2 separate regions of the Sus scrofa genome follow, and region 1 is linked to region 2. Evidence: chromatin contacts called from public Hi-C data. All regions are on one chromosome and are shown on one strand. Each heading gives the region's core, a stretch centred on a gene start, on an enhancer-like site or on the middle of the called end of the contact. The rest is flanking DNA. Distances are from core to core; before and after follow the strand shown. Region 1 overlaps LOC110256931 (a long non-coding RNA gene). Region 2 has its middle 54 kb from the start of TANC1.

Region 1 (3,607 bases), core at 835-3,334, 710 kb before region 2:
TTATTTTTTGGCCACCTCTGTGGCACATGGAAGTTCCTAGGCTCCAAACTGAAGGGGTGCTACGGTAGCAACCCAAACTGCTGCAGTGACAATGTCTTAACCTGCTGCACCACAGAACTCCCTCATGGACTGTTAAGCAATCTCTTCATACTACAGTCTATCATGTGCACTGCCTACACAGTTATTTTTCCCTAAAAATAAGGTTGATCATGTCACTTGTTTGCTGACCTTTGTTGGCTCTCAGGATAAATTCAACCATAAAGCCTTTCACTCACAGGTCCCTGCCTCCTTTTCCTTCTTGTCCCTGATATTCCACACCTCATGCTGAATAGTCCTGCTAAATTGTATTTCTCACTCTAGTAGATGGACATAAGATGTAGTAGTAGCTCTTTGTATTTAAACAGGTTTCACTCAGAATCCACCCTCACTTTCTTTGCCTGGTATGTATTTGAGATGTAGCTCAAATGGGATTTCTTTGATAAGCTTTTCATAGACCCTCAGTCAGAATTAGTTGTTGCCCCACCCTCGTTATTCTTGCAAAACTTTATTATTTGTATCTTTATAATGTGATTTTTGTGAGCCTCTAATCTCCCAGGAATTTCACACTTTCAACATCAACCAGAATGTGAGCTTTTCATGTCCTTCCAGCCTCTAGCAGAGTGCATAGCATATAGCGAGCACTCAAATGTTTGTTCAGAGAATGAAAACAAATAAAGCTTCATTAGTCTGTACTGATTGAAACAGAAACAAGACATGACAGTGGCCAGCTTGTTCTACCATTAAGATCTTTTGTTCTTTTAGCTTTTTATAGTCAGCCTAGACTTTGTTCTCTGTACACAGCAATTTCTTACCCTTTGAAGGTCCCTGTACAATAACTACAGTAGTAAATTAGATACCTGTCCATCTTTATATCTACCTATTTGAAAAGTTTTGCCTTAGTCCTAAAAGTAGATGATGCTTTACAGAAGAAAGTGCAACAATTTAGTCCACAGTGGTGGAATACTTCGTTTATGGGATAGGTATGTATCATATATAGAATTTCAGAAATAATTATCAGTAATATTGGAAAAGATCTGTTTGATTATTAAATTCTTTCACCTTCTGTACATGATCAAGTACTAATTTAGGTGATGATCTTAAGTAGAAGACTTAAGTGCTGTGGGAGCCAAATTATTTTATAACTTATAATTATTTTCCCTTTTTTTCCCTTCAACTCTATGAAGAGTTGTCATCTTTGAAACACTTAAATGTAGATAACATAAAAAAAGGGAAGGAATCATATTAAAAAATAATTTAAGCACAACTTCTTAGTAAGGGGGTATCAAATACTGGAGTAATCCAGTTTTAAATTTTTAGTGTATAATTATTTTTAAATAGCAGTTTTAAAAGTATAGATTAAATTGGATAAGTAATATATTTGAATTACCAAATAACCCCCAATTATTTTGAAGATTATTTTAATATAAAAATTGAAGATTTTATTTTTTATTGAAATACAAAAATTCCTTTTATGAATTTTAGATATCAACCTATGTGAGTTTTTCATTTGTTAACTATTTTGTTAATTATTGATTATCATTTAACTGTACTTTGCCTTTGAGAATGTTGCAAAAATATTTCCAAACTATATAAAAAGCCCTTGATGATAATAAAAATATAGTTATAAAATATTTTAAAGACACCAAAATCAAGTTTTTCATTATCACTACTTTTATCCTTTATAACAATCTTTAATGACACTAAGTCTTACTTTGTTATATTACTTCATCATTCAACCAAGGAAAAGACAACTTTGTGTTATATACGGCTACAACTTGAAATTTTATATATATATGTGATATACACATACACACATAAATGTACACACTTTAAAATTTTTTTAGTCATAAAACCACTGAGGGGAATGATAGAAATTTTTAATATGAATTTTTATATTTATATAAGCTAATTGCTTTTATTATCTATGTATCATTTTTTTTCCTTGGATTAGGCATATATCTAAAATTTAAATTACAAAATGAGTTTTATTATGTTAAATAGTTTTCCCGCAGGCTTTTTTCCTCTAAAAACTAGGCAATGTAAATTACATATTCCTATGAAACTTACTGTTTGGAAAACCAATGTGCTATCTTGAAACCCAGTATTATTCAAAATATTATTGGAAACAAAAGTTGAACCATGCTTTGCAGTATATTGTTTAAAGTATTTAAGTAAAAGATATATCTTTGGTCATCCAAGTTATTGAAGTGTGCCACCTAACTTTATTTCAAGAGAAATGTTTTAAGAGAATTCTTTATGAAAATTGAAACAACTTGAATCTAGTGCTTTCTTTTTATCATTTCAAAACTGATTATTTTTAACAGTAATGCTAGTGATTGGGCAAAATATCAGAAATGGAATGTTGAAATATTAATATTAAAATTATTTATATAAAGAAATGTCCGTGAATTCTTCCAAATATTTTAAAATACTGTTTTGAATAATGACTACTGTTATATAAAAGTGAATGAACTTTTTTGCAAGTTTCTTTGCTAAAGTAATATCTAAATGCTAGCTTTCCACACTTATAGCATAATCTATATTTTTTTTCTGGAGAATTATTTGTAAGTTTTGTTATTGTGGAACTGTTGACCCAGTCATACATGTACAGAGCTTGGCCTCTGAGTTAATTAAATATGAGTTAATAATATATTATAAGGAAATTATTGTCCTTATTACAGTTATTAGGTAGTTACTCAAATTATAGCTTCAAAGGAATGCAGAGCATGGAAAACTCAGGATTAAATTATGCATTTGAACCTTAGGCCAGCTTTTACTGTAGAGACAGTTTTCTGCTAAGAGAGAAATTGTATGTCATTGAAATTAAATGCTTTTCTGGGGATGGAAGGTTCCAGTTTTTAATGAAATTACTGAGTGTGGTGTAGTGAAATGATTAAAATCTGTATTCCGGGAATGTGGCAGGGAAAAAAAATCAATAAGTGCTAGCACAGCTTTGCTGCTCTATGTGAATCCTGAGAATGAAATAAACTACTACAAAAATAATAATTAAAAACATATCAGCACATTAATTTATTTAGCATCAATCTCCTGAGACATCATCTTCACTAATTTTTAGCATACATTTTACTATGTAATGAGCAGCCTTCTTTTCAGATATCCCTATTAGACAGGCAGTATTTCTGCCCTTCCCCCAGTGCTCCTGCTTTGCAATCATTGTACTTGCACTTATTATGTTACAAATGACCGAGGTAAGGCTGACATTCTCAGTGCATGCAAAAAGACCTAGTCTGCCAAGCTTTTTTTTTTCCTAATGAAGCAGCTTTGTGAAATCTCCCCATGTGTTAATACTAATGAAGATCCTCCAGCACAATTAAAATCACAGCCAGTGGCTGAAGAGGAAACATAAAACAATAGCATCTTTTAAGATACATTTATCCGCATATGCATGTGCAAAATATACATATATGGTCAAATTATTCTATAGCTTGCCTTTCACTTGCTCTTCCTCCTAAAAATTTTATTATGCAATTTTTAATAATATGAACTTTCGAGACTTTAACGTGCTTCAGGGGAAAAACACTACCTCAATGAAAAACATTTTTATTTG
Region 2 (3,486 bases), core at 707-3,206:
AGTAAAGCCATAAGAACACAATACAGGGCAAATAGGCCAAGAGAAGAATAGAGGATTAGAAACATCAACACAATTTTGGAAGGTTAAAAGGGGACGAGAAGTGATAATTGAATAATCAGAATAGAAAAACCCCAAACTTATGTTTCTGCAGAGGTAGTTGCCAGTAAGAAGCAAAATGGTTCATAGCCCAGAACACCCAAGAGACTCAGAAATTAGAGACAACATACACTTTCAGGAGGGGCATGATGAGAGATAAACAGGAAAACTATTTGTTGTGGGACCTCAAGGCCTTTTCAAGGAGATAGAACTCAAAGCCTCTGGCCAAGACAGGATTACCAAACCCTCATCATTGCCCCACCAGTCTCATTGTAATGCCCCTCTCCCAACTAGAGCAACCTGGCTTATTCCTTCCTACCCCTGCTAGAAAATGTATGTGGTCCAGTCCTCACTCTGCCCCTATAGGGGCCTTATATGTCCTCAACCAACCAGCAAATGTATCCTAAGATCCCTCTTTCCCCAACAAATCAGCAGGTCAGAAGGTGTATCATAAGACCTCTCCTCTCCCTGGGTTATAAAAACACGCTTGGGGTCAGCTCTCCCTTATCATCAGTAAGTTGTCCTACTATACAAGCAACTCTCTTATCTCAAAAACTTTATCTTTCTTTTTACCCTGCTATGAGTCTGGAAATTTCCTTTTCTGACTGGCAAGCTTGGACCATGACAGTTGAGAGTTTGCATAAGGAGCAAGTAGAACCCTTGAACATCTACTCCCAACCCACATGATGTCCAGAGATTACACGTCAACCTCAGGAGGAAATGGGAATTTGATCCATGAAGAGATGATGTCCAAGAGACTCTAGACTCAGGGATGATGACAAGCACAACTGAGGATGGGGATGAGGCACTGGACAGAAAACATTGGAACTGAGTGAAAGGCTGTACATTGCATGGTGAGACTCAAGCCTTTGCTCCTCCTCAGCCCCTGGAATGCTGGCAGGGAAGCTTATATCTCTTGGTCAGCAGACTGGATAATTTTACTTTGGAGATGGCCCAAGAAAAAAGAAGACCTACTGACATTTAGAGTTGCCTAATATAATGTTCAAGTTCCACTTGATTACCCTACAGTGTAATTTACCATTCAACAGTCATAAGCCCCATTCATGTTCCTAGAGCTTTCAATCAGGCTTTTTGCACTTCGCCTTTAATATGAACGGGCAGACTTTTGAGGTAAGCCTCTGATATGAAAAAATAAGAACAAAACTACAGAAAGAAGAGTCAAAGACAGTGCAAGAAACAGAAGGAAACTTCAAACAAATGACTAATATCCTCTGAAAGATAAGTGATGATATTATATCCTTGAAACAAAAACAGGATGATAAGACAATGGAACAATTAAGGAACATGAAAAAGCTTTATAAATTAAAAATATGCTGATTTAAGTAAAAAAATTCAATAGAAGTATTAAAAGATAAAGTTGAAGAATCCTTCAAAAGTAGAACAAAAAAATCTAGCAAAAGAAAGTAGGGCAATTTGAGAGGGTCAATATCTGATTAATAGGGATTTCAGAAAAAAAAAAAAACAAAGCAGCAGAAATTGTCAGCTACTGTATTAGTCTGTGTTCTCCAGAGAAAGAGAATCAATGGTGTATATATTTATATTTATATACATTTAATATATTTATTATAAAGAATTGATTCACTTGATTATGTAGGCCAAGGAGTCACTAGATCTGCAATCAACACACTGGAGACCCAGGAGAAACAATGGTATACTTCTAGCTCAAGCCTGAGTCCACAGGCAGAAGATTGGTGTCCCATATGGAAGTTAGGCAGAGAAAAAAAATTCTGTCTTACTCAGGATTTTATTTCTATTTGGGTTTCAATGAATTGAATGAGGCCTACCCACAATGGAGGGCAATTTGCTTTACTCATTCTACTGATTCAAATGTTAATCTCTTCTAGAAGCACTCACAGTCACACCCAGAATAATGTTTAACCAACTCTGCGTACCCTGTGGCCCAGTCAAGCTGACACATGAAATTAACCATCACAAACACAACACAGGAACACATTCCAGAATCAAGGATGTGATGGGGAGAAATGAAAATGATCCGTACCAAGGCACACCACTGTAAAATCCTCCGTCATTAGGGATAAAAGGAATCTAAAAGCTTCCAGAAAGAAAACGAAAGCTCACCAGGCAATACAACAGCATTGGACTCTCAACAGTGCTAGTGGCTAGAAGCTAAGACAGCAATGCATTCAAAATTCTGCAAGAAAAATTTCCAACCAATTCTCTGCTCAAACTATCAAATATGAAGTTAGCCAAAAAAGATGTTTTCAAGCAGGATAATCTCAAAAACTTTGCTTTATTTGGATTTTTTTTTTCCCAAGAAGCTTCTGGAGCATATGTGTTACCAAAGGAAGGGAATAAACCAAGAAAGAGGAAGATCTGAGTGAGGAAACAAGGGTTCAAACAAAGGAAAGAGGCAAGTTGAATTTAGAGAAGGATGATAAAATGTCCTAGGCTGACAAAATTTAGCCATTCTAGAAATGAACCAGTCCAGGTAGAAACAGAAGGATGGAAGAATTCAGAAAAGGTGTCTGCATTAAAAACAAATAAACAAACAGACAAATAAAGCAAACAACTATGGGAATACTTGAGGTGCTTGAGTATAAGAAAAAGTGTTTTATATCTATATCTCTATTCACACAGATGCACAAAACAAAATAAGTAAGCAACATTTAATTCCAGGAAAAACAAAAAATGCATAAGAAGAGAAAAATAAACACAGTATTGCATACTTATGAACAATATTTACAATATCACTATAATATAAAAACCAAGGTTTTTTTTTTTTTTTTTTTTTTTTTTTTTTGTCTTTTTGCCTTTTCTAGGGCCGCTCCTGTGGCATATGGAGGTTCCCAGGCTAGGGGTCAAATCGGAGCTGTAGCTGCCAGCCTACACCAGGGCCACAGCAATGCGGGATCTGAGCCACATCTGCGACCTACACCACAGCTCACAGCAACACTGGATCCTTAACCCAATGAGCAAGGCCAGGGATCGAACCTGCAACCTCATGGTTCCTAGTCGGATTCGTTAACCACTGAGCCACAACAGGAACTCCCAAAAACCAAGTATTCTTTTAATTAAAAATTGCAATTAAAATACATAGGAAGGAAGAAGTTTGTGTGTGTGATGTAGGGATGGTGAAAGGATACCTAAGTCCTTATGTTCCATAGTAGAAAGTGAGTAGATAATGTCTAAATCAATAAATAGAACACAGGAATTCCTGTTGTGGTGTAGCGGAAACGAATCCAACTAGGAACCATGAGGTTGTGGGTTCGATCCCTGGCCTCACTCAGTGGGTTAAGGATCCAGCATTGCTGTGAGCTGTGGTGTAGGTCACAGACATGGCTTGGATCCTGCATTGCTGTGGCTCTGGCATAGGCCAGAGGCTACAGCTCTGATTGGACCCCTAGCCTG

The links. Hi-C and Micro-C count contacts between places; a contact is called where the count stands out from the background.
Region 1: a contact with region 2 is called in a Hi-C map of fetal heart ventricle, with 3 times the contacts expected there. The contact joins two enhancer-like sites. A contact is called at or near these places in 3 of 47 Hi-C or Micro-C datasets (embryonic fibroblasts, fetal heart ventricle and heart right ventricle) and 1 of 2 datasets of contacts at active chromatin or transcription factors (skeletal muscle).

What each region holds. Positions count from the first base shown.
Region 1 is chr15:66,572,093-66,575,699 of Sscrofa11.1, reverse strand. All of the region lies in intron 3 of LOC110256931 (a long non-coding RNA gene), which reads left to right. All of the region lies in intron 1 of LOC110256932 (a long non-coding RNA gene), which reads right to left. Among named protein-coding and RNA genes, the nearest start is that of MARCH7, 75 kb to the left of the region's middle. Within about 2 kb of position 2,084, at least 8 of the 83 cell types and tissues checked have an H3K27ac peak or open chromatin away from gene starts, as enhancers often do.
Region 2 is chr15:65,863,926-65,867,411 of Sscrofa11.1, reverse strand. No RefSeq gene overlaps it. Among named protein-coding and RNA genes, the nearest start is that of TANC1, 54 kb to the left of the region's middle. Within about 2 kb of position 1,956, at least 6 of the 83 cell types and tissues checked have an H3K27ac peak or open chromatin away from gene starts, as enhancers often do.